Regions from separate parts of the Mus musculus genome. Here all the other regions are linked to region 2. The links are chromatin contacts, called in public Hi-C maps. All regions are on one chromosome and are shown on one strand. The core of a region is the stretch at or near the end of the contact, and the rest is flanking DNA. Distances in the headings are between cores, read along the strand shown. Region 1 has its middle 26 kb from the start of Gprc5a. Region 2 has its middle 37 kb from the start of Eif4a3l1. Region 3 overlaps Hebp1 (heme binding protein 1). Region 4 has its middle 9.3 kb from the start of Gm36428.

Region 1 (7,800 bases), core at 4,234-6,733, 1.3 Mb before region 2:
CCTTCTCTCTTTTTTTTAATCACGTGTGAAATAGACTTAGGGTCCCACCTTTCCGAACCAAAGTTGCCATACCCGGCTTCTCCACTAGATGGCAGGAAGACCTCAGCGTTCAACCCTGGGGAGCCTAAATACAGCATCTCCTGGCTTAAGGCCCCATTCTGGTTGAGGGCACAAGATTGTGAGCAGGACCGAGGGAGGCGTGCCTCAGAGCTGCCCCTTCCCCTAACCTTTAAAGCCACTTCCCGTCTCCTTTGCCCTTATTTTTTTTGTGTGTGAACTTCTCCAAGGTTTCCCAGCCCGTTTGCACGCAACCTGGCATCATTACATGTAACGTCTCACGGACTGATCTTATGAATGTCATCTGGTATTTATGTGGTGAGAACATTGGCTCTCGGTCAAAACCAGAAGTACAAGCTGGCCCTGGAGATCCAGGAGCCCCCTCCGCCCTCCCACTCGCTCCGTGTTTCCTTCCGTTCTGGGCTTACTGTTGCTGAGCACTGAATGCCCTGTTGGGCTTTTTTGATTTCCTGACTACTTTCTTTTGTTGCTGCCAGGGTTTTGCATGGTCACTGATATCCCAGCCTCAGCCTCAAATGGAGCGTTGCTTCAGAAAATCCTAACTGTTTACCTCTGAGCACCGGGGAATCTGGACTTTAGCTTGTAGGTTGCTGTCTTTGTGTGTTAAACATTTTAACTAATTAATTAATCAATCAATTAATTAATCAATCAATTAATTAACTAATTAATTAATTATGTGTGGGTTCCTGTGCATGTGTGTAGAGGTCACTTCTCTCTTCCCACCACACAGGTTCTAGAGACTGAAGTCAGGCCCAGACTTGCATCTCTCCCTGCTGAGCTATTGCCTGTTTCCTTTTCTTTTCCTTCTTTTACATGAAAGGTTTTATTATATGCGTGCTTTTATCTGTGTACGTGTATCACATGTATGCCCTCAGGGAAAGAAAGGGACCGGTCCTTTAGGGGTGAATTACAACCAGTTGTAAGCTGCCTTGTGAATGCTGGGAACGGAACTCAGGTCTTCTGTGAGAATAGCCAGTGTTCTTAGCTCTTGAGCCCCCCCCCCCTCTCTCTGACAGGATCTTATATAGCTTGTGTTAGCCTCAAAGTCACTTTGTAGGCAAGGTCCTTCTACCTCCGCCTCCCAAGAAGTAGGACCACAGGTGTATATAGCACCATGTCTGGCTTGCTTTTGGAATGTGTGTGTGTGTGTGTGTGTGTGAACCTCTACCTATATGCATGTATGGAGGTCAGAAGGAGACACTGAGTGTTTCTGTTCTATCACCCTCTGCCTTATTTCTTGGAGACAGGGTCTCTCACTGTAGCTAGAGCTAGGCTAGCAAGCCCTGGCGATCTTCCCTGACAAGGCAGAGGCTACAGGTACATGTGTAACCACAATGTTTTACTTGGGTCTTGGGTATTTGAACATAAGTTCTCATGCTTGCATAGCAAGCATACTTACTTACTGAGCCAGGTGTGAGGCAGGGTTTGATGCTGTATCCCAGGCTAGCCTGGTACTACATATCCCAGGCTGGCCTTTCACTCTCAGGACTCCTGTTCCGGCCTCCCAGGTATCCCTTACAGGCCTGCATCTGCATGTCTGGCTCTAGAACCCTTTGTCTTCAGGGCAGATAATGCTTTGGCCTCCCTGGATTCTGCTGATGTTCCATAGATGGCTGGGTTTGGGTAGCAAGTCACTGGTGCCTGACCCTGCAACTCCCCAAATACCTACAGAGTTGCCCATTCCTTGGAGAGGAACATCTCTGGACCTAAAACTCTGTGGTTTAAGGAGGTCGCAGAGACTGTCTGGTTGGTGTCTCTGCAGCCTTCATTTAACAGGAAACTCAGGGAAGCACGATGGAGCAGATACAGTAAGGATTGTATCGCTGGTTCTTGGCTCTCTCTGCTGTCAATCCCTGATCAATTCTACAACTGTTTTTAAAGGGAGCATTTGGTCAAAGAAACAAAGCCTGAGTATGATCACCCATATTTTCAGGATTCCTCTGATTCTCCTTCTTCAAATCAGGAGCCCTCTCCTGGCCTCTCTCCTGGTCTTCTCGCCCTGTCTGGCATGGAAGCCGCAGGGAGGCACTGGTGGGAACTGCCTTTCTGATTTGTCCTCCATCTCCCAGCCTTGAGTCAGCTGTCAGGTGAGGGCGCTCCAGACAAGAAGAAAAGCTTTCCCTCAAGCTGCAGCCCGTGAGATGGGGGTGGGGTGGGGGTGGGGGGACGACGACACAAAGTTCCCGCAGGCCTGAAGCCTCTGTGCAGTGTAAGCCAGCGCCCAGTGCTGATTCTCTCTCTGTGGGAAGTTATGTCTCCTTTAAGGGACATTCACCTGACCTTGGAAACTTTCTTATTCGTTCGTTCGTTCGTTCGTTCGTTCGTCTGTCTGTCTATCTATCTATCTATCTATCTATCTATCTATCTATCTATCTATCTATCTATCTATCTATCTACCTACTGACAAGATTATCCTATGTAACCCAGGCTGGTCTGGAAAACACCGTGTAGCCCACACTGGATTGGATGGTCCTCCTGCCTCGGCATCTTGAATGCTGAGGTTGTAAGTGTCCATGGGGTCTTAAGTGTTCCTTAGGAGAGCAGACACAAGCCAGATGGTGGTGGCTCACTTCTTTAATCCCAGATCTCTGAATTCAAGGCCAGCTTTTTCTACAGAGTAAGTTCCAGGACAGAGAGAGAGAGAGAAAGGGAGAGAGAGACAGAGAGAGGGGGGGGAGGAGGGAGAGAGAGAGAGGGAGAAGAAGAAGAAGAAGAAGAAGAAGAGGAGGAGGAGGAGGAGGAGGAGGAGGAGGAGGAGGAGGAGGAGGAGGAGGAGGAGGAGGAGGAGGAGGAGGGGAGAGAGACAGAGGACACAGAGACAGAGATAGAGACAGAGAACACAGAGAGCGTCACCGGAAAGCCCACACGTCATTATGGGGTTTGCAATGCCTTGCCCTGAGGTGCTGGCACTGCAGCACACATTCCAATCCCCCAGATCTAGCAACAGGCAATAAAATGAACCTTGGCTTAGCTGGGCTTGTGGCACATAACTTACGGCTTATAACCCCAGTGCTTAGGAAACTGACAACTGAAAGTTGTCACAAATCTTGTAGGCCTGTTTGGGATACAGAAGACTCTGCTTCCCTCCCCACCCTTACAAGAAAAACAGATGGGGCAATCTCAGCCCTTCTGAGGGAGAGGCATGACAACCAGGAGTTCAAGGCCAGCCTTGGGCCACATAGTAAAAATAAGGCCAGCCTGGGTTACACAAGATCCCTTTTCCACTCCTCACCTCCACAAAAGAAGAAACAGTTTAAAAAAATGAAGCGTTAGTAGGTGTGGTGGTGTGCACCTGTAATCCCAGTACACAGGAGATAGATACAGAACGATCAAGAGTTCAGAGTCATCTTTAGCTTCTTGGTGGGTTTAGGGTCAGCCTGGGCTACATGAGAAATTGTCTCTAAATAAATAAATGAAACTGAGGAAGAAGAAGAAGACTGGGAAGGGGAGGGGGAGGGGGAGAGGGAGACGATGCTTTAATGGGATTTGTTACCACACATGCAAGCAACCCCTCCTGCTCCCAGCTGTCTCCCTCTCTGGTCTCTTCCATGCATTGATGTACTGGTTCTGCTGGACTTGTTACAACTCAATTCAAAGCACCTCTCTGATGACTCAGGATAGCTGTGCGTGAGCTCAGAGACAATGCTTGTACCCAGCACCATCTCCCCCCCCCCCCCACCTACATAAAGCTGTGCCTCAGCCCTTCCCTCGATAAGATGGAATGACTGTAGTGTGCTGCCATCTTTCTGGGTTGCCATAATGCACGTGAATGCCCTTGGCTGGAGCTCTCAAGAGCATCCACAATGGTGGGGTCTTACCAGGACACACTTGAAGCCACAGTCTAGGTTCTGACTGACGACTGGTTAATCTGAAGTCACTGATGAGCAGAGCTGAGACCGTGGTCAGCCTTGGGCACACTAAGCAAACATGGAGTGATTGGCTCTGGATTTGACGTGCTGCTCAAAGACCTAGGAGAATGGCAGATTTATCTTCTCTCATCCTGTCAGCCTGATTTTGTTACTGAGAATCTCAGCTGCCATCTCGGACCATGAAGAAGCAAGAAAAAAAACCCATAGGAAGGGGGCTGGAGAAATGGCTCAGTGGTTAAGAACATTGGTTGATCTTCTAGAGGACTTGGGTTCGATTCCCAACACTCACACAATGGCTCACAATTATCTGTTAACTCCAGTTTCAGAGGATCCCGTAATATCTTATGGTCTCCTTGGGCACTGCATGTACCTGCTACATACATATACATGCTACATACATATACATGCTTGCTACCATATACCCCCAAATACCCTCACACGAAATAAAGTAAAAATAAATAAAAAATACCACATGGGACAGAAAATCCTGGATTCTTTTTCTATCATTGCCAAAATAGATAAATAAAATATTCCAGTAGAAGGAAGGATTATTCTAGAGTTTTTTTCCCCACAAGAAACTGAAATAGAACAAGCACATATTGATCTTAGTATGATGTCTGCAAGACAGAGGTAATGACAAAACCTAAGTCAGAGTTAAGAGTTAATAGTGGTCAGGTGTGGTGCACATTCCTTTAATCCCAGTACTAGGGTTCAAGGCTAGCCTGGCCTACAAAGAGAGTTGCAAGACAGCTAGGACTGTTTCACAGAGAAACCCTGTCTCGGGAAGAAAAATTAAACACTTAAACATTTGTGGGCCTATGAGATGGCTCAGTAGGTAAAGGTGCTTGCTGTTAAGGCTGAGGACCCAAGTTCAATCCCTGAAACCCACGTGGTGGAAGGAGAGACCCGACTCTAGCAAGCTGTCCTCTGACCTCCAAATGTGTCCACAGCACACAGGCTCAGGTGCACACACATATACAACACAAAATCAATGTGAAAAAGCATAGGGGAGGGGCTAGGTTGTCAGACATCTCTAATAGATCGCCTGTAAAGGCGTTTGACTAACGTCTTATCAATCACTCGGCCCAAAATAAAACATGTATCACATTTCCAACATGACAACAGAAGTAGAAAAAATAAAACCAGAACACTGACACATCGCAACAAAGTTAGAAGAGAGTTTAATATATGTAAATGTATTCATGGTCTCCAATGGTTACATAAACATATGTTAGAAAAACATTGGTAGACAGCAGTTTTGATGGACAAAAAAACCAACCCACTCCTAAGGGTTTTAGATGTCTTTGAGCCTGTGCTGGGACTCTGTGGCCTGGGCAGTCCTGGTACCATTAGGAAGCCTAAGCTAAGACATATGCTGGTCCCTCTGACTGGGGGTGTGCCCATTACCCTAGCCTGAATATTGACTCCATTTATCTGCATCTCATTTGCATGTGTGGGCTGTTTTTAGAATTCCAGGGTGCACAGCATGGCAGATGGGGCTGGAAACATTCGATCTGAGAGGAGAGGAGAGGATGCTGTAGGCACGTCAACGTCATCACAGACAACGCTTGGCTGCGTGCTTATTCACTGTCGGGCTCTGCTTCATGCACTTTAGTTCCATGTAAATGAATACATGGGGACGCTCTAGGCATTATTATTATTGTCACCCCCTCATATACACACTTATTTAGTGCCTGCATACTTGAAACACCAGGAGACCGAGTTATGTCCACCAAGGTGAAGCTGCCAGGCAGTGGGGCTGGCAGTCAGGGTAGGTGGGCCGTCTCAGACCTGGGATTGACAGCAGTGTGCTGACCAATAATCACTGCAGAGCAGGTGCCCAGCCGCTAGCCATTTTCAGGAGGCTAAGCCTAAGGCAGCTTCCTGTGAAGCTGAGCTTCCCTCTTGCTAGCTAGGGGTTTCCACGTTGAGTGATGCTATGTTGGGGCTGTCGTGGGGTTCTGTTTGGTAATGATGGACCAGGTAGGCTCAAAAGATCTCAGAGCTCTTAGAGTTTGCAGATCTGGCCTGTTGTGATGGCTAATAACCAACTAACAGGATCTAGGATCACCTAAGATACATTATGCAAGCCAAGCTGGCCTGAAACTTAAAGACCTCTGCCTCAATATCTTGAGTGCTGGGGTTTCAGTGTGCATACACTGCTATGGCTGGCGAAATACCATGTCACCAAACCAGGCCCCTTTTTACCTATGCCAATTATAACAAGTAATGGGATTTTCCAAAGAGAAAGTTTATTCAGGAGCTAGAGAGATGGCTCGGCCTTTAAGACCCAGAGGGCACAGGTTTGATTCCCAGCACCCACATGGAGGCTCTTAGCCACCTGGAACTCAGGTTCCAGGGAATCCAATACCTTCTTCTTGTCTCCTTGGGCACCAGGCACACATGTGATGCACATACATTCATGCAGACAAACACTCATACATATAAAATAAAATGAGTAATTTTTTAAAGGCAAATTTATTCATGAAGTGGCTGTGCATGTGAAGATAGACCTCAGGCCTAGCGACGTCATCAGGACAGGATTTGGGGGTGCTTATGTGATAAAGATGCAGCGTGAGCCAGGAACGGTGGCTCTAGATATTAGAGACAGGATCCTAGAGGCTGAGGAGGATTTCACGAGTATTAGATTAATCCTGGTGTGTGTGTGTGTGTGTGTGTGTGTGTGTGTGTGTGTGTGTGTGTGTGTGTTTGGCCTGAAGTGTGGGTGAAGGTGGTGAGGGTGAGAGGTAAAGTAGTCTTCATGGATGTGTCCAGTCTTCACAGCTCTTTCCAGAATGCATGCTCAGAACACGGCAGTATAGCTGACTGTGGAGAGGCAGACCTTTGATCCCAGCATTGGGAAGGTAGAGGAGGGTAGATCTCTTTGAGTTCAAGCTTCCCAAGTTCCAGGTCAGACAAAGCTTCATATTGAGATGCTGTCTCGAGAAGAAGGAGGAGGAGGGGGAGGAGGAGGGGGAGGAGGAGGAGGCGTGGGGGAGGAGGAGGAAGAAGGAAGAAGGAGGAGGAGGAAGGGGAGGGAAAGGGGGAGGGGAAGGAGGAGGGGGAGGGGGAAGTGTAGGGGAAGAAGAAGAAGAAGAAGAAGAAGAAGAAGAAGAAGAAGAAGAAGAAGAAGAAGAAGAAGAAGAAGAAGAAGAAGAAGAAAGGGGGAAGGAGGGGGGAGCAGCATGGTGATATTCTTGGCCCGCACTCTCTTAGCTCAAAGGGAAGAGCCAATGTTTTCAACAAAACCAGCTTTGGGATCCCTGACTGAAAGGCAACCAAGGTAACTGTCACCATCATGACTCCTGTGTCAGTGGCATCACATACAGCATAGCTGGCTTGAGACTGACATTCTACTGCTCAGCTATGTGACTGCCATGATTCAAGTCCTGATTGTTAAAGTCTGATGAAGTCAAGGGACCAACAGCAGATTCAGCTGTTTATTCAGTGTTTATCCAGATTTCCCTAGGTTGTTCACGAAGGGCTTATCTGGTTATATTATCTTTTACCTTGTGTGTGTTCAGGGGTGTGTGTGTGTGTGTGCCTATGTTCAGGTGTGTGTGTGTGTGTGTGTGCCTTTGCATACGTGTGCATGTCCATGTGGAAGCCAGAGGGCAACCTTGAGTGTTGTTCCTCAAATGTGACCCACCTTATATTTTAAAACATTTTTATTTATGTATTTGTGTGTGTGGACACGAGTGTGTCATGGGACATATGTAGAGGTCAGAGGACAGCTTGTAGAAGCCTGTTCTTTCCTTCAACCCAGTGGGCCCCAGGGATCACTCTTAGGCCATCAGACTTTGCAGCCAATGCCAATGCCTTTACCTTCTGCATCCCGCCACCTGCTGAGATT
Region 2 (7,245 bases), core at 2,001-4,500:
TTAACTTGCACATGACCCTAGCGTCAGGGTACCGTACAGAGAAATGCCTGTCTGAATAAAGATGGAGTGAATTTTCATTATCTTGGTGGAATGGGAGCTCAGAGCTGGTATTAACTTGACTCATATAATGTCCATTCACAAACAGCTAGTAAAAAAAAAATAAAATTGATGTTGTGGTAGATTAAATTATAATGGCGCCAACTACCTGAAGCAATATTATGCATCTATGACCTTGTTGTGGTATCAGGATGGATAAAGAAAATGTCTATCAAAGCAAATTGCCATGTGATAGCCAATAAGATGTCTGTAGGTGAGCTGTGAGCAGAGACTCAGCTTGAGTTCAGATAATAAGTGTGTTTGCTTGTGTCTGGTACCCCAGTGAGAACAACAGAGCCAGGTGTCTCCTGCTCCACCAAAGGACAAAGCTGCCTCATTTCATCTACAGACCTGTGGCCCAAATCACAGCCCCACAATGCACATGGAGAAACAATTGCTCATTTGTGTATGCTGCTGATAGTCCATGATTGGTTGTTACCCAGAAAGTCTGACTGATACACAGCTCATCTATGCTACCAAGAATTCTCTAGCTATTGAACAAGGCAGATGTTGATGAAATAGTATAAAATGATCTTTTACAAGGTACCGAGTATTTTTCTTAGCATGTATGGGTTGGGGGAGGGAATATGTGTATATATTTATTTGAATAATTTTAGACTGTGTCTAGGAAGATGTTGCGTTGGAATTCTATAGAAAAACAGACCTAATAGAATGAATATATTTTTTAAAGAAGAAAATTTTTGAGATGGGATTTCTCTATGTAACAGCCTTTGTTGTCCTGGAACTCAATTTGTGTAGAACAAGCTAGCCTCAAATTCACAAAGCTTTGCCTGTCTCTACCTCCCGAGCTGCTGGGATCAAAGGCATGCAACACTACACCCAGCAGAATAAATATATTTTAAAAGAGGATCTATTAGAGTAGCTTATTCCTGGAAGGGCTTGCATAGTCCAGTATTAGCAGTCTGTGTACTGGGGAGACTAAGAAGGCAGTAGTTGCTCAGTCCACGAGGCTGGATACCTCAGCAGTCCCAGGCTGGTCCTGAGGACCAGGATAATCTCTGAAGAATCATCATCAGTCTGAAGGCGCCAAGGATGGTGGCAGCGACAATATCAGGTTAGATGCACTCACCAGCAATAAGGGAAGGCAGGCAGGCAGCAGTGCTCTTCCTCATTTCCCCTTTATATCAGGGCGTGTGTGTGTGTGTGTGTGTGTGTGTGTGTGTGTGTGTGTGTGTGTGTGTGTGTGTACATGCACTCACATGAGCACACACACAGAGCACCTCCAGCTCTCATGGAAGGAACAGTGCTTACCGATTTGCTCTCCCTTGGCTTACTCAGCCGGCTCTCTTACACCATCCAGAACCACCTGCCTAGGAACAGCGCCGCCCACAGTGGGCTGGGCCCTCCCCCATTAATCTATAATTGAGAAAATGCCTACAGACTTGCCGACAGACTCAAATTGATAGTCCCTCTTCCCAGATAACTCCAGTTTGTGTCAAGTTGGCAGAAAACTTGCCAGCACAGTGGTTAACTATGATTGTCATCAAAGCCCAGCCCTGGTTGGCTGAGGGATAAAATGGGAATGATGTAACAGCTACCCAGACCTTAGTAGCCCCAGACACTGGCACAACTAACTCCTTGATGGAAGTGCTATTCAGCCTTGGGATGCAACACACAGGCAGCAACACCCGCCAAAGCCTAGCCCATCAAAGTCCATAGTTTTGGGAAAGTCTCTAAATATACTAATCTTGCCTTTTGGCTGCTGAAGTTCCACTTCTTCATAACTAAGGCGTGTCAGCCCATGGTGTGGTTTTTGTGCCTAAAAGCTCACAAAGGCTTGGAACTGTACTTGCGTCCCAAACAACCACTGTAGTCACTGACCAGCTAATGAAACTTTCTATCAGCTTGAGTCCATGTCCAAGTGGTCTTCTCTGGTAGTTACCTCATAGCAGTGATAAACCACTATTTTTTCAGCACCTAGCAACAAGGGAAGGCAGTAACGATCCAGCTGAGGCTCCGTCCTGGATGAATACCACCTAGAAATAACTTTGGTTCCCACACATTTTCTTTTTAAAACTGATTCCCGCACATTTTTTCTTCTTTTAGAGTATTATATTTATTTTATTTTATTTATGTATGTGCACGTGTCTGTGTGAGTGGATGCCACGTGTGTGGATGCCCATGGAGGCCAGAAGAGGGTGTCGGATCCTCTAGATCTGGAGCCGCGGGTACTGGGAACCCTGCAGAAGAGCAGCCAGCACTCTTGACTGCTGAGCCATCTTGCCAATCCAGTGAAGCATTTTCAGTATTGTCTGTGTAGATAGGGAGGTAATATCTAGGTCTGAGGAGGATTCGATTGGGTCGATAAAGACCGGAATGGGAGCATGAAGGGACAAAGAGGAAATTGTGCTAAAAATGGGTTGCCATCCATATTTTCTAACAAGCCACCACCCTCATTTCCTGCCTCCCTCCCCCTCCCTGTTTCTCTCTCTGACACCATCCCTAACCTCTGAGACTATCCCTGAAGCTGATATCATTATAACTCACAGCACCAAGAAAGTGGGTTCAACTACTTAGAATAAACCTATTTAGGAAAAAAAAAAAAAAGATAGCTGACCAGATATACATTTTTTTTCTCCCAATGAGGGGAGAAGTCTATGTTTCTTTCCATATTTCCCAGGGTCCAAGAACCACTGTTCGAATAAGTGCATGTTGCCATGGAAACCCAATTCATCATTACCATCATCAACAGTTACTAAACGCCTGCTAGTGCTGTTCTGAGTTACTTCCTACTTAGAAAAGAAAGAGATGATGTTTGCTGTGAGAGAATTTCTAATTATAAAGACTTCTAGAATAGAACTCGCTGGATGAGGAAAGGATGAACCTTTATCATCCATCACTGCCGGGAGCCAGGGATGCAGGGATTCACAAGACTCAGCTCCTAGCCACAGAGTTCAGCTGCAGGTGGGCAGGGGGCAGCATCAGGAAGGAGTGGTTACTGGACAACATGGAAATGTGGGGATGGACCCCAAAACCATCAGATTGGACACCAGAAGCACATACTTGCTCTGCATGTTTGTATACCGGTCCCTTGCTTCAGTGTGTATCTCTGAAGGTAACATCTTAAGACCCATCATGCACAGGGCACAGTTCCTACGTCCTCCCCCTAGATTCCTTCCCTGCTCCATGTCGTTGCTTTCGTGCCCCACCCCCTGTCACATGCAAACAGCACTCCTATAAAAAGTGTAAAGGATGGAAGTGTGGCTTCAGCAAGCTGTTAAGCCACAGAACTCATGAATAATTTAGACTCCACCGACTGCCAATGAGTCTCTGATCCAAAACTCTGGGTCCAGGGAGCCAATGCTGGGCAGGGCACCTGGGAGGGCTAATATGATGCCCTGGGGAGTGATTCATCTTTATTTATTCTGTGTTGTCAGCAAGCCTTGATGCAGGATGCTGACTGCCTGTCTGGATCTGCAATGCTTTTGGATCACCCTCTGGGGCCCTACTTGTTGCCAACCCTCCGTTAGTTGCTTCTTGCCAGGCCTCTGTGACAGACCCAACTAACTGCCTCGACTCCTGCATCTCACCACACTGTCCGTCACCTCTTCCAGTCCATCTACACTTGCCCCGCATATCCTACACCCCACCTATGCATCCACCGCAAAGCAAGCTTCACCCAACGGCAGTGGTTCTCAACCTGTGTGTCCCGACCCCTGCAGAGCAAATTATGCATTTCATAACAGTAGCAAAATTACAGATATGAAGTAGCCATGAAATAATCTGATGGTTGGGGATTGGGTTGCCACAAGGTAAGGGACTGTATTAAAGGGCTGCAGCAATAGGAAGATTGAGAACCACTGCCCAACAGGGTAGCTTTTTGTCCCCCTTTTGCAGTGGCTACGCACAATCCTATGTCCTACAGGAATGAAATGAGTGTGCTAACCCTCTTACATGACAGTGGGGTTCCCTAGAGAAGTTAAAGCAAAAGGTGGGCTAGTAAGCTTCACAGGCCAAGGACGTGGAATCAATACTGCAGTCTGCCCCATTTTCAAAGCTGCTGCAGTTCTTAAATGTGATCCTGAGAACATCAAGCCTTGTAGGCCATGAACACTCTATCTCCCTTCTGGGCAAAAGTAAGGTGATACTTAAGGGGTTTCTAAGAGTTGCATCCTGTTTCCTACAGGGAAAGGATGGCTAAAGGAAGGCCCACAGTTCATAGTGTCTAAAGTAGGTCTAGAGATAGACTATTATTATTGCACTGCCTAAAGCCTGCTTGGGTCAGCCTCTGCAGCCGGAACTCTGCGTAATAAGCTCAAATGTCACTTCCTTAATCCAGAGCCTCTGTGTTCACCTCCTCACATATGGCTTATAATCCTGTCTCCCCAGTCGCTGATACTTGAACTGGTGACACCTTCCTCCATCCACTGTCTCACCTCTTAGGGGCTAACATGCCCTCTACCAGACAATGCTTCCAACTTCACCAGAGTGTGACCACTGCAAACTATGTACCCATCGTCTTCCATGTCCAGGCGATGGATTATTAATATTGCCCCTGCGGGGACATGGAGTATTCAGGAAGACACAGTGGCTAGAGTTCTCCAGGGAGCCAAAGCAAGGAACTCCACTGAAGAAGGTCTTACCAAATATCCCACTGAGTGGGATTAGGTTCCTCCTTGTGCAGTAACTACCCACAGGAAAGGACTAGAAGACTGGATGCCTAGCCAGCACTACGGCTCAGCAGGTGACCACTGCTCACCTGATTCACAGATATGACCACTGCTCCCTAACCAAGAACACACAGGCATCCTCTGTTAGAGAGGTCCAGGCTCTGGGCTGGTCTGTGACTCACACTAGCAACCCAGGTCCTAAATTGCAAACCATATTTGAATTGACTTGGGTTTGACTGTTTTTTGTCCAGGACGTGTGTAGTGGTGGTGTGATGACATTCAGAATGTAGTCCAGCCGGGCGGTGGTGGTGCACACCTTTAATCCCAGCACTTGGGAGGCAGAGTCAGGCGGATTTCTGAGTTCAAGGCCAGCCTGGTCTACAAAGTGAGTTCCAGGACAGCCAGGGCTATACAGAGAAACCCTGTCTCAAAAAACAAACAGACATGCATACATACATACATACATACATACATACATACATACATACATACAACAATGTAGCCCAGTTAGGCCTGAAGTAATGGCACCAGGAAGGATGGAGCTCTAAGATTGCATGCAATCCTATAGTCTGCCCAACTACAGATGGTCTTAAAAGCAGTAACTCCGGGGCTGGTAAGATGGCTCAGTGGGTAAGAGCACCCGACTGCTCTTCCGAAGGTCCGGAGTTCAAATCCCAGCAACCACATGGTGGCTCACAACCATCCGTAACAAAATCTGACTCCCTCTTCTGGAGTGTCTAAAGACAGCGACAGTGTACTTATATATAATAAATAAATAAAATCTTAAAAAAAAAAAAAAAAAAAAAAAAAAAAGCAGTAACTCCACACACTGGTAGGTTATCGTAGAAGAAACCCAACAAGAGGAGATGGAAAGGAAAGATTACAAAGGGGCATGAGGAAACTTGTGGAAGTGACAGTTCTGTTCATTATTTTAGTGCTGTGTGTTCGTCCATTGCACCAGCTGGTAAACCCTATCAGCCCTCCTTCCCCCAACCCCTCCCACACAAAGAAAACACACTCCACCCCACCCAATCCCACCCAACCCTACCCCCTATCCCACACTCCCTCCCTATCCTACCCCCATCCTGCTTAGAAACCCCACCCCGCCCCGCCCACTTAGGGAAAACACCTTCAGGGCAAATAAGTCATCCCCACCCCCCTTGCCTGTTTCCAGCGACCCACCCAAGTGTGCCCGCCCAGGGGTTCAGTTTTTGACCGCGTATGGACACAGTCCCAACTCCTAGCTGGCACGCACGTCGTCATCACCCCTAGCCTAAACTCTATAAAAATCCCCTTGCCTTATTTAGCCTGGATGTGTGACTTCACGAACCTCCACCTGTGCGATCAATGAACCCACCTTAGGGCTGCCTCCTGATAAACTGGCCTTTATCTCCTTTTAATCTGGTCTAACCTGGCCTATATCTGTGTTACCAGGGAGAGCAAAAGCCTGTTACTCTGCTCCCACTGGTGTGCGTTTATGTCAAGACAAATGACACACTCTACATTTGGTTCTTTTCTGTGTGTTTTCTTTCACATTGATTGTTTATCAATAAACGGACTGTAGTTATCAATGACCACTGTGTGTCTGTAGCACAGTCAGAAGTAAATATAAAACCAATGACAACAGTGACAAGAGAGTGCTGCAGTTCACACTGACGTGCTGCAGCGCTCCCAATGGTGTGCTACAGTGACATACTGCAGCATTCACACCGACCTGCTACAGAGTTCACCCTGACATGCTCTGGCATTCACAGTGACGTGCTGCTGCGCTCACACTGACGTGCCTCACAATGAAACGCTTCCACGTTCACACGGAAGTGTTGCAGTGCTCTATCGATGTGCTGTAGCGCTCACCCTGACCTGACGTGCTTACAGAGTTCACACAGATTGCTGCAGTGCTCACACTGACATGCTGCAGAGTTCACACTGACTGCTGCAGCATTCAAACCGATACGCTGTGGTGCTGGCACTGATGCACCTGTGGTGCTCACACCAACATCCCACCGCACTCTCTCTGGTGTGCCATGGTGCTCACACGGACATGCTTCAGTGTTCACACAGGTGTGCTATGGCACTCACACCAATGTACTACAGAGTTCACACCAATGTGCTGCAGTGTTCACACTGATGTGCTGCAGCGCTCACACACATGTGCAGAGTTCACACCAACGTGCTGTGGTGATCACACCAACATGCTGTGCCTTTCGCACCGAGGTGCTTTAGCATTTACACTGACATGCTGCGGTGCTCACAATGACTTGTGCAGAGTTCACACCGACATGCTGTAGCTTTCACATTGATTGTGCAACGCTCACACAGACATGCTGCAGTCGTCACATGGACATGCTACAGAGTGCACACTGACGTGCTGCGATGTTCACACAGATGTGCTTAAATATACCTCCGCATCTCAAAACCCTGTGTTTAGAATTCTATCCCAGTACAACTGTGCTGCCGGGGCAGGGCCCAATGGCCCTTATTTAAGTCACAGTGATTGGATTCATAATGAAAATCAGTG
Region 3 (7,955 bases), core at 3,922-6,421, 1.2 Mb before region 2:
GCACAGTGCAGCAGGCAGTCAAGGCTGGTCTTCAGAAACGGCTGTGACTGTAACCCAGAAGCGACCCTGGAAGTCCTCCGCTAACACTTCATCAGCTCTTGCTTCTCCTTCTCCAGGACCCACGTTTTTCTTTGCCCCCACTCCCACCCCCCACTAAGCATCACACAGAGTGAGCCCTTGCTGTTCCCATAGTAACCCAAACACTGATTCCTCTGGGAGATCTTTACAGTTGTCCAAATTAGGGCTGTTGACAGGACTTGATCCTGGTGCACCTCATGACCCCTAAGCTCCCTGCCTTGAAGCCTGCAACCTGTTCTTTAGCTCCTTTCTTCACTTCCGGCTCACAGCCCCTCCCCCTTCTATACGTGAGAAACTCCTCATTGTTCCTTTCAATTCCTGTCTCTTTCAGTTAAGGAAACAGGACCCTCACCTTTTCTGACCTCATCGTTCTGAATAAATCCCCCTGGTGAAATTTCCTGCCCTAGGGGTTGGTTGTGTGTGGGAGTGTGATTTTTCTTCTCCATCTGCTTTTGTAACTTCTGCAAACCCCTGTGGACTGCAGCTGTAGACCTGACCCTCAGCGATTGTTCACAGATGTGCTGTCTGGAAGCTCGGAGACAGCCAGGCATCCAGAACACAGCCTCTTTCCATGGGACCCTTGGAGAAGGTTCTGCAGACTCCAGATCTCAAAATACAGTGAACACCATCAACAGCACTCTGTTAAAACTATCCATCTTGGGGCTGGAGAGATGGCTCAGCGCTGTTCAGCGTGCTTTCTGCTCATCCAGAGGTCTTGGTTCAGTTCTCAGCAACTCAAGTCTGACGGCTCTGAATTCCCTGTTACTCTAACTCCATGGGATTTGATGCCTACTGATGGGCTCTGAGAGTACCTGCCCACACATGAACACACACACACACACACACACACACACACACACACACACACACACACACACACACGTAAAATAAATGTTCTTAAAGGACTATAGAACTGGGAAATAATTTAAAACTGTCTCCACTGCATACGTCAAAGATTTGTATTTTTGGTTTCTTTCTAGACAAAGTTCTTAAAAGAATCACAGAAGAAAGTTCATGCATAAGTCACATATTTCCTCACTAACAAAAATACAAATTCGATAATTATTAAAAATCAGTTTTTAGTGGCAGAGGAAATGCCACTGGGATTTTTTTTCTGGTCTGCCCCAGAACTTTCTAACTCAAGAATGATGCTGCCAATCTTGGCTTATTTCAGAAAATCAGCAGTGAGGGATTTTGAAGGAACATTGGAGCTGAAGAAGTACCTCCCCCCACCCTCCCGCCCCTTGACCCTAAGTCAGGGGACACAGTGGCACCCTTCCAGGACGTTCTCAGTTCATCAAGTGACTCATGCCTTCACAAGCCAGACCTCGTTACGGCGTCCATAGGGCTTCATGGGAGGGTCATATCCGGCACAGTAATAGACATCACCCTGGTAGGTCGCTGGTGTGCCCTCCAGTGTGGTCCGTAGCTGGGTGGCATGAGCAACATAGTCTGCTTCCTTGGCATAGCCTCCAAATTGCCTAAAGATTGAAGAGCAAGGGCTGGTAAGAAAGGACATGACCTTGCGGAGAAGACAAGTCTTTTAGAGAGAAGATAGGGCCACGGTTGGGACAAGCATGCCAGAGAGGTGACCCCCAAAGGGGGTCTATTTCAGCTCATCTGTAAATATGCAATGTTTTTCCTGGTGTTATGAGTGTTGTATGCAATATTGCAACTAAACACTGTAACTCGGGGAACGGAAGGCAGCAGTGGTCCCAAGCTGACTATGAGCCCTCCTTATGAGAGGCAGACTACCCCGCCTTTCACCATTTCCTCCGGCTCCCTCTGCTACCTCAGCTGCTGTTCTTCTTAGCCTGTCACCAGCAGGAAGGACAGACACCTAGGAGGAGCCACGGTGAAGCTGTCAAGGTTGGGGTAGCAGCTGTGTCTTCTGAAACAGGACAGCTGTTGTGAATGAGCACGTCCTAACAGGGACACAAGGTGGCTTCATTAGATCAGAGCTGACCAAGGCTGGGAACCAAGGGCGTCTTGGGAGGGACCCTGTGCAAGCCTCATTTGCTTTCCTAATGAAGAAACCTCCTCTAATCACCCCCCCTTCTTTGCAAAATCATAAAAACTTTCCTTTCTAGGAAGTAAAGAGACTTCTAACAAGATGGGCTATTTATGTGACGGCAGAAAAGGGGCATAGAGAAGCCGTCCCTTCCCAGTTTAGTCCGTCTCTTATATCACTGCGTCCACAGCAAAACTCATCCCGCAGTCAGCTCTAAATAAACCACTCTACCTCCGGACTCCCCTAACCTCTTTATTAGAGTCAAATACACCCGCATTGCTAATGAGCTTTGTGACTCAAAATCTGACTTTGGACCCGGCCAAGACGAGGCCAAATGATACATTATTTTTGGTGGAGTTCTTTGAATCATGCTTGGCTCTTTTACGAGCGGGTTAGTCACGCTCAGCCAGCACTCGGTCTGTTGATTACAGGGTCACTCAGGACTTCGTCTGTGAGGGACTGCAAACAACAGCCAGCAACAGGGAGGGCGATGAAGCCAGTTTCAAATGAATGCAGCTTGGTTCTTCGTGCAAACTGATGGGAGAGTAGAAGGCAGAGAAGACGGCTGAGCTGTTTCTTTGAGCCTCACCAAGGAGGAAATGGGATTGGAAGAAAGACGACAAGCTTCAAGGACTTTTCTAGCAATAACGGCCTGCAAGACACTGGAGTTTTGTATTGTCTGTGTCTGAGCACCACCAGTGTGAAACATGGAGGACCCTGGCTATGGGAACGTGCAGACGGCTTCCCACAGACTCTGCCTTGATATGAAACTGTTGTCTGAAATGGACAATTCTCCTTCTCTCAATTACTGATTTTGGGTGGATGGGAGAGATGGCTCAGGGGTTAAGAGCATCTGTTGCTCCCACAGAGGACCCGAGTTCAGTTCCCGGCACCCATGTCAGGCAGCTCACAACAACCCTAACTCCAACTTCAGGGGATCCAATGCCCTTTTCTGGTGTCCAAAGACACAAAACCACACACACACAGACACATGATTAATTAAATGTAAAACAAAAGCTTAAACACCGAAACAAAAACAACATCAAAAGACTGATTTTGAAAAGGTCCAGAAGTATTGTACTTAAGTGAATCTTTCCTCTGCTGGAGGCAAAATGGCTGCCTGCAAGCTCCAATCGTAGCCCCAGCACTTTCCAGCTCGTGGTCAAGATCAACTCCTGCAGTATCTTGAACATTTGAGCCCTTTGTCAAGTAAGGATGATGATAACAGCACTAATTTTGAGAGTTGGCTTAGGAAATTAAGGGAGAAGAGACTGCCCAGTATAGTGCTTGTCACACAGTAGCTACCACTTTTACAGTTGCCCCTTGGTATCTCTGAAGTAATTATTCTAGGTCCTAGGTCCTGCACAGGGACTAAAATCTGTAGCTGCTCAGGTCACTTATGCAAAATAGACTGTATCTGCATGCCTGCCTGCATGGATCCTGTGTGGTCGGTCCTCCTCTCAGATACTTTAGTTTTTATTTTATCTCTCTCTCTGTGTGTGTGTGTGTGTGTGTGTGTCAGAGAGAGAGAGACAGAGACAGAGACAGAGACAGAGACAGAGACAGAGGCTGAGGGAGGACCTCTGTGTGCTATAGCACAGATGGAAGCAAGAGAACAACTTTTTGGAGTCAGTTTTCTCTTTGCACACCCAGGGTTCAAACTCAGGTCTTCAGGCTGGCATGGTAAGCACTTCTACCCACTGAGTGCTGGCCCCTCTAAGGCCCTTAAATAATTTTTGAATTACAGACCGTATCTCATGCCATGTAAACGCTGTGCAAGTTGCAGTTAAAATGTACTTCTGGGGTAATAATGAGGAGAAAAAAAAAGTTTGTGGGCCAGTGAATGGCTAACCAAGGCCGATGAACAGGAGCCACAAGGCCAAAGAGAGAACAGACTCCCGAGATACACATGAACACACACACACACACACACACACACACACACACACACACACACACACACACACACACACCAACTGTTTGGTACAGAGACAAATTTCTTAGGATTTTTGCCACACAGATCTATGCTGGGACAAGCATTGATGAATCGTGTGACAATTACTTCTTAAAATTTTTGTTACAATTATTTATTTATTTATTCATTTATTTGGTTGTGGGTGTTGGTGTGTGTACGTGTGCATAGCATAGTGCCATGGTGTGTGGGAACAGAGACCCGACTGTACAGGTTATTTCTTTTCACCATGTGGACCCCAGGACTTACACTCGCATCAGCCAGCGCCTTCACCAGCTGGGCCATCTCAACAGCCCTCACATGGTATCTGAATATCTGTCTGACACCGTATGACAGGTCATTTTTGTCAGCTTGGCTGGTTTTAGCATCACCTAGGGTACACATCTCAGGGTGTGCCTGCAAGGATGTTTTCCAAGAGGTCTAACTGAGGAGGGAGTGGATACAGGCAGTGCCATCGCATAGACTGGGGTCCTGGGCTGAATGGAAAGGGAAGAAAGCAAGCAAGGTGAGTGTCAGCATCCCTGGCATCCTTCACTCTCCTCTTGAGGACCCTGGACGTAGTGTGACCAGCGGCCTCACACTCCTGCCTCCAGCCTTCTCTGTCTCGAGGAGCGCTATCCCCTTTCCACTGAAGAGATATGACTAGCTCTGGTCAGTGAGGAGCGATTCAAGGTACAGATGTTGCTCAGAAAGCTGAAAGGTTGTTCTCAGGGGTCCTACGACCTCCTTCAGTGATGACAACAGGAAGAGGACCCATCAAAGGTTTCTTGGGAGTGGAGACCCAGTAAAGAGTGGCAAAGGAAATGTCATCACTCAAGAATTTATAAAGTTCACTCCTGAAAACCCCCTGCATTTATTCCTAGGCAGCACATGATGCTATGTAATAAAAATAAAACTTCCCTAACTGCTTCGCTATAGAAACCACCAGGAAACAAACAAGGCTGGGAGGGTCATAGAAATACAGGCATGTGCTGTCTTCTCTGCTCATTTTACCAACTCACTCTGACCCTAGTCACAGAAAGACAAACAAGCCAGCTAGCCAAGTCCTCCCAGGAGCACAGCCCCTCATAGGAAGGAGGCCCAGCCTGGCTGACTCAGCCTGCCATCAACACCAAGTGCCTCATCCCTACCAGTCTCAGCCTCCACTCGCACACTCAGGACGACAGCTCCGTGCCCACAGCTCTGCGAATTCACGAGCGTGCTTGAGTGAGTGGCAAGAAATGCTTGTAAAGTGCTTCGAGCTCCCCACAGGAAATTGAATGCTCAGACTGTTTTCGTAAGCCTGTTAATAGGTGTGTAACTCCTCACCTTCAAAGAAGCTGTCCTCCAGGGCACTGGATTTTATCTCACCCCATGTCAGACTAGCAACCGTGGTTACCATGGAAGCAGAAAGACATACCCGTATCTACGTACGCACACATGCACGTGAGTTCAGGGAAAAAATAAAGAGGCAAACTAGAAAGACTAGGAAAGTTAGGAGGTGGTCAAGAGTCAAGCTTCAGTCAGTCAAGGAGGCCAATATGCATGCCATGTTATCTTTCAGCGAGTCTGTGATGCTCTGTGTGTGTGTGTGCGTGTGTGTGTGTGTGTGTGTGTGTGTGTGTGTGTGTGTGTGTGTGTGATGATTCTGAGGTTGACCATCTACTGTTGTCTAAAACGTTAACAAGAGGATACCAGTTTACAGAGTTAGCTGTGGTTCTAATTTCTCCTTCTGTTACTGTGACAAAACACTGACCAAGAGCAACTTGGAAGACAGAAAGGGTTTATTTGGCTTACACTCCCACGGCACAGTCCATCCATCATAGGAAGTGAGGACTTCAGTCTGGAGGTGGCAAAGCAGAGGCCAGAGAGCAGTGGCTCTCAACCTTCCTAATGCTGTGACCCTTTAATACTGTCTCTCATCTTGTGGTGACCCCAACCATGAAATTATTTTTCTACTGTTATGAATCATGAGTATCTGATATGCAGGATATCAGATATGTGATCCCCGGGAAATGGTCCTACAAACCCCCAAGGGGTCGCGACCCACAGGTTGAGAACCACTACTATAGAGTCCATTGTCCCCCCCCCCTCGCCTTTCCCCACTCTTGCTTGCTCAGCCCGCTTTCCTATAGCACCTAGCACCATCAGGCCACAGATTGTACCTCTCATAGTGGAATGTTCTCTTGCATATCAATCATTAGTCAAGAAAATGCCAAAGACAGGCTAATATAATGGAAGCAATTTCTCCATTGAGGATCCCTCTTCCCAGATGTGCTGGCTAGTTTTATGTCAACTTGGCACAAGCAAGGGCCATCAGGGAGGAGCAAGCCTGTAGGGCTCTTGATAGGGGGGAAAGGCCCAGCCTATTGTGGGTGGGGCCACCTGGGCTGGTGGTCCTGGGTTCTATAAGAAAGCAGGCTGAGCATGTCATGAAGAGTAAGCCAGGAAGCTGAACTCTTCTATGGCCTCTGCATCAGCTCCTGCCTCCAGGTTCCTGCCCTGCTTGAGTTCCTGTTCTGACTTCCTTCAATGATGGACTACAATGCAGAAGCTTAAACCAAAGACACCTTTCCCTCCCCAACTTGGTTTCAGTCACGGTGTTTCATCACAGCAACGGTAACCCCAACTAAGACACCAGGCAACTTTAGATTGTGCCAAGCTGAGAAAACTAACCGGCTACACACACAGCAGCTATGCACCAAACTAGAGTAACTGCCCATCTCAATTCCACAGGGAAGATGGCGTCTCATTGATGTCTACTGAACAAGTGCAAGAGCTGACTGGGTGGAACATCCTTGAGCACAGAGCCCAGAGCTATAAGAGGGTAGAGAACCTCTGCTCTGTGGTGTCCTGGCCACCAGCGTTAGTGGTCATGTCCAGCATACCGAGATTATATGGGCAGATGGAAATACAACATACCTGGAGATGAGTGGGCATTTACATATATGATCCTATCTCATCCTTATGACAAACTAGGCATTGTTATCTCTGTCTCACAGACATGGAAGCCGTATGAGTCATATGCCATCAAGTTGACTGTCATGGCCCTGGCTCTCAGCTCCCTCTCTCTTCATTGTTTGGTTTGCTTGGGAGCAAATCAAAGACCCTGCACATTCGAAGTAAGCTCTCTGTCTCTGAGCCACGCCCCTTGCCCTTCCACCTTCTAGTCTTTCCTTTTTTTATTTTTGGAGATAGTGTCTCATTCTGTAGCCCAGGCTGGACTGATACACATACTACGAGCTTACTATAGGAAGCCCTAGCTGGCTTCAGATTCATGGCGGATCTCCTGCCTCTGGATCCTTACTGCTGAGTTACCAGCACGAGGCACCATCCCTGGCTTCGACTCTTCCTTCCACAAACATGTCATTACATTAAAACGGCAGCGGTCTCCCTTAAATCACTCAGTCTCGACGATCTATTGCCAGTCTCTGCTGAGAATCCAGTTGTGGGGGCTGAGTTCTCACCTCGGTGGGCAAAAGAAGGACAGTCATTTGGAAGATCACCTCGAGCCTTAGTGTAAGGAAAATCCTATTCCCCAAGGTATTCACATAGGGCCTGTGAGATGGCACAGCTGGTAAAGGTGCTTGCTGCCAAGCCAGAAGACCTGAGTTTAAGCCCCGGTACTCACATGATGGGAAGAGAGAACCATTTCCTAAAAGTTGAATTCTGACCCCATCATGTACACACCAAATAAATGTGTGTGTGTATGTATATGTATATGTATATGTATATGTATATGTATATGTATATGTATATGATGTATACATACATATACAGTGGAGCATAGTTTTAATCCCAGCAGAGCTCTTGTATATTCCAGGTCAGCCTGGCCTACACAGTGAGTTTCAGGCTAGCCAGGGCTACATAGTAAGATCCTGTCTCAAACAACGACTTAAAACAACAACAGTAGCA
Region 4 (7,502 bases), core at 3,947-6,446, 1.4 Mb before region 2:
AGATTAGATGGCGGCTCTATAGGCGAAGGCCTTCTCTATGGCTCCCCATGGCGGATCCCGATGAAAAGAGACAGTTCATGGTTTTAAGGCATTCATTGTCATGGCGTCAAGTGGATGAGTAAAACTGTACCCCACTTTTCAGGACGGTCCTGAGGTTAAATATCTTTTGCAGGGAGGAGTGTCTGGGAAGGGGAGTTTATTGGTAAGCCTCCAGGCCTTTAGGTACCTCATTAAAATGGAGATGTCTTGAGGCTAGCAGACCACAGGTCACGTCCTCTACATATGGAGGGGCTTGGAGTGTTGCACTTACGTGACTGATGGCTATGGAGGGCTGTAGCTACATGACAGGAGTTGGTGCCCAGGAGTGGGCAAAATGCCATCCATCCCTTCAGGGTCACTGGGGTTCCTAGCCTTTGCTCAACCAGGAACCAGGCTGCCTTTCACCGTCCTACGAGATCAGACTCTAGAAAAATTAAAGTCTTTCTGGCAAATAATTTAATAATCATAGCTAACAATTATTAAGAGCTGACAACCACTGTTCTAGGTACAATTTGATTTTATTTACAATAATCTTTCCAAGTGGACACTCTAGTTACCTTGCTATTGTCAGATATAGTGAGGAACTAGAGAGGGCACATAAGGAGAGTGACCCAGGATTTGAGTTCTGGAGTGGTCTGATTCTAGAGTTAATACTCTTGGCTATTCTACTAGTGAATATATTTCTGCCTGGCATGGTGGCTTGTGTGTCTAATCCTGGCATTCTGAAAGCCAGGTCAGGAAGATTATGAGTTCATGGCCAGCCTTGGATACAGAGTAAGACCTGCTCTACAAAAAGGAGGTGGTGGGGGCTGTGTAGGGGAAGAAAGAAGTAAGAAAATCCAAAACCAAGAATGAGGCTCCTGTGAAGGGGGGGTGGGGGGTGGGGAGACCTGGGATGGAAAGAGCAGGGTTTATGCTAATTGCGGAGGAAAGGAGACCTTAGTGTGTTAGAAACAACACAGCCAAGAAGAAAGGGGTAACTGGGTAATTTTATGTCAATTTGACACAAAATAGAGCCATTTTGGAAGACTATTTCTCAACTGAGAAAATGTACCCACCAAAATGACCTGTGGGTAAAAGCCTGTGGCACATTTTCTTTTTTGATGGTAGATGCGGGGGTGTCCAGTCCACTGTGGTGGGGTCACCCCTGGTGTCCTGGTTGGGATAAGAAAACAGCAGGCTGAGCAAGCCTTGAAGAGGAGCCCAGCAGGTAGTATCCCTCCATGCTTCTGCCCCAATTCTTAGCTCCTGGTTCCCTCCTGAGTCCCTGCCCTGACTTTTCTGGACTGTCAAGTGGAAGCCGAAGAAACCCTTCCCTCCTGAAGTTGCTTTTGGTCACAGTGTTCTATCACATCATCAGACACTAAAATCCTGGGCCAACCAATCTCTGAAAATGAAACGCTTGAGGTCAGCCCACCCAAACTGCCAGAGCCTGGGTGTCAGTCTTTATGTCTTCCAGCCAGGGTGTGCACTCATTTTCAGTCCACTGTGTGCTCTCTCTGCTGGAAGCGTCTGAGTGAGTAAGTGGGTGTGAGAATGAGTAAGGCTCCAGGTTCCACTAAACAATGCCAAGTCATAATGCGTTGTATGGGTGATATGTTGCTGACATTACACTCTGAGATGCAATAAAGCATTATCTACGGTTTACATTCCATCCTCACTTCCCTATAGCATTTGACATGGTGAACCACCTGTGCTCGGCCGGGTCACCGTCACACAAACCAGAGTCACTTGGGAAGAGGAAACCTCAGTTGGGGGTACTGCATCCATTAGATTGGCTCATGGCACATTTTCTTGACTAATGATGTGGTAGCCAGCCCACTGTAGGTGGTGCCACTCACATGCTGGTGGTCCAGGCAGGCTGAGCACACCATGAAAACACAAGGAAGTGGTACTCTCCACCGTCCCTGCTCCAGTGCCTGCCTGGAGCTCCTGCCTTGTCTTCCCTCAGTTGGGATCTGTGATCTGGGAGCTGTAAGATAAAATAAAGTCTTTCCTCCCAGAGGTGCTTTTGGCCATGGTATTTGTACTGGCTAGTTTTGTGTCAACTTGACACAACCTGGAGTTATCACAGAGAAAGGAGCTTCAGGTTAGGAAATGCCTCCATGTAAGGCCCCTTGTGGGTGGTGCCATCCCTAGGCTGGTAGTCTTGGGTTCTATAAGAAAGCAAGCTAAGCAAGTCAGGGGAGGCAAGCCAGTAAGTAACATCCCTCCATGGCCTCTGCATGAGCTCCTGCCTCCTGACCTGCTTGAGTTCCAGTCCTGCATCTTTGGCGATCAACAGCAATGTGGAAAGTGTAGCTGAATAAACTCTTTCCTCCCCAACTTGCCTCTTGGTCACAGTGTTTGTGCAGGAATAGAAACCCTGACTAAGACAGTGTTTTACACTACCTACTTTAAATTTTTTTAATTTAAAAATAAACAAATAATTTATCATCATGTGTGGTGTACATGTGTGCACACTTGTGTGTGGCTATGTGTGCAAAGGTCAAAGGTTAGTAGCAGCTGTCTTCCTCGATTGCCCTCTTCCTTTTTTTTTTTCCGAGTCAGGTTTTCTCTGTATAGCCCTGGCTGTCCTGGAACTCAGTCTGTAGATCAGGCGCTGGCCTCAAACTCAGAAATCCTCCTGTCTCTGCCTCCCAAGTGCTGGGATCAAAGGCATGCACCACCACAGCCCAGCTGTCCTTTACCTTTGTTTTGAGACAAAACTGACCTTGGAGTTCACCTTTTGACTAGCTTGGGAACTAGCCCTTGAGATCCACTGTCATCACCTCGTCAGCAATGGAGTGGTAGATACATCCTAGGATTCTGAAGCCAGGTTCCCATGCTACTTTGTGTGGCCAGCTCTTTACCTGCTGAGCTGTCTCCCTGTTCCCTGGCCTGGCTTCCCAGTTCCTTTTTCCTTTTCCTCCCTCCCCTCCCCCTCCCTCCCCTCCCCCTCCCTCCCCCCTCCCTCCCTTCCTTCCTTCCTTCCTTCCTTCCTTCCTTCCTTCCTTCCTTCCTTCCTTCCTTCCTTCCTTCCTTCCCTCCCTCCTTCCTTCTTCCTTCCTTCCTTCTGTCCTGTTTCTCCCTCACTTCTCATCCCTCCTTCCCTCTTTCCCTTCCTTTCTGTTTTCTGTGCTGGTGACCAGACAGAGTCCTGCACATGTCGATTTTAAAAACATTTTTTCCTCTCTTGAATTCCTCAGCTTCTATAGATGTTTCTGGTCCTTAACTTCCTTGGTAGCTCTTCTCTATCCTCCATTCTTGATCTTCAAGTATCCCCTAATTTTACACTCTTAAGCTCTACCCTCTTACCTTCACCGCCTCCACACAACGCCTTCCCATGCGTGTCCACTCTCCGTGTTCCACTACCCACTCCTGAACTGTGTGGGACTTAGCTGTAAAACATCTTTCTCTTGGGCCAACTTGAATTTGATGGGCATAAAGTGAGATGAAGAACTATGCAAACTGACTCAGAAGGTTGCTAGTGGAACTAACAGAGGAGAAAAAGGGGTCTGACTGTGTCCCTGGGACCTACCTGTCCCTGTCCCTGCAGAGCCACACTGTGACTCCAGCCTGATGTGGTCTCACTCTGACCCATATGTGCCTTGTGACTGTGGTTCTTCTGATGATCACTCGGGGCAGAAACCCAATCACAGATATCGTTAAGTCTCTATGGTGGTGCCTCCGGCTCCTGCCACATCTGTTAAATGAACATAGGAACAGCACCAAACATCTTCATAGAAGGTCTGACATCGCTTCCCACCATGTACAGTGCCCCTCCACCTTCTTCTCTGTAAAATGGGCCCAATTTTTACTACTCTTGTGCTTCTTCTATTAAAGGTAGCATATGCTGTACCCCTATAATCCTAGTTCTTGGGAGGTAGTTATAGGATGACTAAGGGTTCAGAGTTGTTCTCTACACAGTGACTATGAGGCCAAGCTGAACTATACGAGGGGAATGGAAAAGACAACTGGGGTATCCCAGTTGCCTAGCTTGTAACTTCACTGTCTGCATAGCTCCCAAAGGCTTAGTTTTCAGTTATACTTTTCCAAAGCATGCATATCTTCCTAACTTAACTTGACCCATTCTCTTCTTTTTTCCCTTTTTAAATTCTCTGTTCTTTAAGAAAAGAAAATATTTATTTTTATTTAATATGTGTTTTGCCTGAATGTATGCATGTTGAGACAGGAGACTTGTGAATTCCAGACCAGCTTGGGAAACTTAGTAAGAGTCTGTCAAGGGGGAAAAAAAACCCTCTAAATAAATAAACAAATAAAACTTGGTTCTGGGTTTGAATGCAGATTAAGAAGCACACCCAGTTTCTATGGGGTTCGTTCCACTTCCTCTAGTGCACGGGGGTGGGGGGGGCTTTGAAGGAAGAGCTAAGGTAACTTCAAATAATGGTGTGATGTAGGACTGTTAAAGGGCTGAGTCAGAAGGAACAGGCGCAGGGTGGAGGTTCGAGTTAATAGGTGATTAGGAGGGGGAGAGATGCAGGAAGCAAAGCCAAGGAAAAATAGCTAGGTGATATCCACCCTTAGTGGTGGATACTCGCCGAATTGAATCAGAATTAAAGCCAGGGCCTCATGCAGAGTTAGCTCTCTCCTACACTGTGGGCCTCAGGGATTGAACTCAGGTCTTCAGGCTCTGTGGCGAGTGCCTTTACCCACTGAGCTATCTCATGGGCCCAGCCCAGAGATTTTGAATGAGCCATAGAAAAGAATCAGGGACCATCATACACCACTGGAGAACGTCAAGCAGCATCTTCAAGGGAGGGTGGGGGATTAGCTGACTTTTCCTTCCAGGCTGTGGCGTCATAATGGGGGTGCATTAGCCCCTCACTTGAAAACAGTTCAAGAGATGCTAAATTATCACCACGTGTGAAGACTGCACACAGCAGCTCCAGCTCATGTTGGCCTTTCTGTTCATTCGTTGCAGTCATCTTGATGTCAGCTCGTCATCCCGGGAAGGCTCCTGCTTTAAACCTGGCAACACTGCTGTGACTGTCATCATGACAACATGTATGCGTATGTCACTCGTCAGCATAGCAACAGTGTCGGGTTGCCAAGGGGTTTTCATAAACCTCTCCATCTTTAGTAACCTGTGTTTTTAACTGTGCGTGCCTTTAAAAAGAAAACGCTTGTGTGGTATATAAGGAGTCTGACAGAACCAGGAAGTGAGTCAGAGCTGCTTTTCCTTTTTATTGCCCAGCTCACAGTGGGAACTTGACCTTGAAACCCTGGCTTCTGTAGATTTTGACGTAAGGATTATAACGTCCACATTTCTTGATTGGTGTTGACTAGGTTAGACCCATCCCTTCCCCATGTTTAGTTACTACAGTATGTTGTCTGGGACCTCAGATACTTTGGGATCTTAGAGACAAACATCTTTCATTCTACTGACCTGAAGATGGAGCGGAGGGAATCTGGTGACCAAGTAGCAGGCTTGATAGGCAAGTTGGCTTTGCTGTCACGCCCCAACCTGTGTAGTGGACAGGCTTCCTTTAGTCCTACCTGCGGGACACTGCAAACAGGTTTCTTGCAACATAATTAGCATGAGAACACAAGTCACTACACCCCTGCTATGCCCAGTATCTCTGAGCCACATTGTAAGATGGTTCTCCCTACAGGACTGGCTGTTCCATCAGCGCTCACCAGGACTGATCCCTCCAGGTTCAGAAATTCCTGTGATCCATACACTTACGAAATAAAAAAGCTCTGGGTACTTAGCACTAAGCACTCACACAGGACACTCCCCTCCCACTGTTCTCAAGTACCACCCAATGAGCATTTGGGTCTAGGGTCTGTTCCTGTAGTGCTGGCAGGACATCAAACGGTACCAAGGTCCAGGACTAGTAGTGACCGGGATGGAGGAGAAGTGGAGGTCTTAGCTGCAGAGTCTAAAAGACCTGCGGATGTGGAACCTGCAGGAAAAGCGAGAACAGGCCTGAGAAGCAAGCGTGGGTGGCTGCAGTTTTAATGAGTGTTGGAGGATAAGTTCTTGCCTCGGCTCAAAATTAACTGTTTGCTGAAGGGATCCCTTTACAGTGTGTGGACTATACAAGTAACAAAATTAATTTGTTTAAGCTCATTAAAAAGAAATTAAGGCGGAGGCGGGGGGGGGTGCTGGAGAGATGGTTCAGTGGTCAAGAGCACTGACTACTCTTCCAAGGATCCTGAGTTCAAATCCCAGCAACCACATGGTGGCTAACAACCCCTGTAATAAGATCTGACCCTCTTCTGAAGTCAGCTACAGTGTACTTATGAATAATAATAAATAAATCTTTGGGCTGGAGCTAGCAGGGACAGAGCGAGCAGAGGTCCTAAAATTCAATATTCCCAACAACCACATGAAGGCTCACAACCATCTGTACAGCTACAGTGTACTCACATACATAAAATAAATAAATCTTAAAAAAAAAAAAAAAAGAGAAGAAGCTGGGCGGTGGTGGCGCGTGTCTTTAATCCCAGCACTTGGGGAGGTAAAGGCAGGCAGATTTCTGAGTTCAAGGCCAGCCTGGTCTACAAAGTGAGTTCCAGGACAGCCGGGGATATACAGAGAAACCCTGTCTCGAAAAAACAAAAACAAAACAAAAAACAAAAAAAAAAAGAAAGAAAACAAAAAACTAAAGGCACATCACTGATATTTCCATTTTCTTTCACCTACCAGTGAAGGCTCAGCGACGATGCAGCACCATCCTAGGACAGCATAGGTTCTCCCAGAGGACATGGTTTCTCACTGCTATGATCAAATGCCTGGCAATAAGCAACTTAGAAGAAACAGCTTATTTCCAATTCATAACACAGTCCGTCGTGGTACAAAGGTGTCACATTGCATCTGTAGTAAAAACAAAACAAAACGGAGAATCGCATGATGATTCTCATGTGTCTTTCTCTTTTAAAATTTATTTTTTTGTGTGTGTATGATGAGCACATGTGTGTATATCTATGTGTATGTGTACACACATGTGTGTGTGGACAGTGTAAGTGTTACAGCCCTAAGGGAAAGGCTTCCGCAACCGAAGCGATACAGCATCGACGGGAAGGTTTCCCCAGTACAGGTCTGAAGGGAAAGGTATCCTGATAGTTGGGAGCCAAGGAATACCACAAAGTCTCACCACACAACAAATCTCATACAAGAGATTTATTGGAAGGGAAAAATCCAGGAAAGAAGGGCTGGGTCCCACTCTTAAGTGTTCAGTGGGCAGAGCCTGGCTGTTGGAGGTCCTCAGGGACGTGTGTGTGTGTGTGTGTGTGTGTGTGTGTGTGTGTGCCCACTTGTGTGCCTCAAGGGGCTTACATGCATGTTCGTGTGCGAGACTGCCAACAACAATGGTACATGTATGGAGGTTAAAAGAAGACAACTTTGGGAAAAATTCTTTGCCTTCCACTGTGTTTTTGCAGCGGGGTCTTGCTTGTTGCTTGTGGCTGTAATACTCCAGTCTAGCTGGCCCCTGAGCTTCTGGGGTGTTCTCCCA

The links. Hi-C and Micro-C count contacts between places; a contact is called where the count stands out from the background.
Region 1: a contact with region 2 is called in a Hi-C map of cortical neurons. The contact joins two enhancer-like sites. A contact is called at or near these places in 11 of 484 Hi-C or Micro-C datasets (the C2C12 cell line, the G1E-ER4 cell line, the N1E-115 cell line and 7 more) and 1 of 115 datasets of contacts at active chromatin or transcription factors (astrocytes).
Region 3: a Hi-C map of cortical neurons shows a contact between it and region 2, with 6 times the contacts expected there. The contact joins two enhancer-like sites. A contact is called at or near these places in 1 of 39 promoter capture datasets (cranial neural crest), 1 of 15 datasets of contacts at CTCF or cohesin (pro-B cells), 8 of 484 Hi-C or Micro-C datasets (MC3T3-E1-derived osteoblasts, adipose-derived mesenchymal stem cells, cortical neurons and 4 more) and 1 of 115 datasets of contacts at active chromatin or transcription factors (astrocytes).
Region 4: a Hi-C map of cortical neurons shows a contact between it and region 2. The contact joins two enhancer-like sites. A contact is called at or near these places in 3 of 39 promoter capture datasets (the 3T3-L1 cell line, cranial neural crest and hippocampal neurons) and 2 of 484 Hi-C or Micro-C datasets (both in cortical neurons).

Annotation. Positions count from the first base shown.
Region 1 is chr6:135,087,833-135,095,632 of GRCm38.p6, forward strand. No RefSeq gene overlaps it. Among named protein-coding and RNA genes, the nearest start is that of Gprc5a, 26 kb to the left of the region's middle. Within about 2 kb of position 5,484, at least 21 of the 459 cell types and tissues checked have an H3K27ac peak or open chromatin away from gene starts, as enhancers often do. A contact at or near this core is called in cerebral cortex and cortical neurons, where this site is marked.
Region 2 is chr6:136,361,316-136,368,560 of GRCm38.p6, forward strand. No RefSeq gene overlaps it. Among named protein-coding and RNA genes, the nearest start is that of Eif4a3l1, 37 kb to the left of the region's middle. Within about 2 kb of position 3,251, at least 23 of the 459 cell types and tissues checked have an H3K27ac peak or open chromatin away from gene starts, as enhancers often do. A contact at or near this core is called in cerebral cortex, cortical neurons and hippocampal neurons, where this site is marked.
Region 3 is chr6:135,136,505-135,144,459 of GRCm38.p6, forward strand. Hebp1 (heme binding protein 1) reads right to left here. Exons shown (of 4, transcript NM_013546.3): 4 at 1,015-1,559. The coding sequence ends at 1,385. Among named protein-coding and RNA genes, the nearest start is that of Gm22881, 8.2 kb to the right of the region's middle. RefSeq lists an enhancer at 5,043-5,606. Within about 2 kb of position 5,172, at least 51 of the 459 cell types and tissues checked have an H3K27ac peak or open chromatin away from gene starts, as enhancers often do. A contact at or near this core is called in cortical neurons, where this site is marked.
Region 4 is chr6:134,989,220-134,996,721 of GRCm38.p6, forward strand. No RefSeq gene overlaps it. Among named protein-coding and RNA genes, the nearest start is that of Gm36428, 9.3 kb to the left of the region's middle. Within about 2 kb of position 5,197, at least 46 of the 459 cell types and tissues checked have an H3K27ac peak or open chromatin away from gene starts, as enhancers often do. A contact at or near this core is called in cortical neurons and hippocampal neurons, where this site is marked.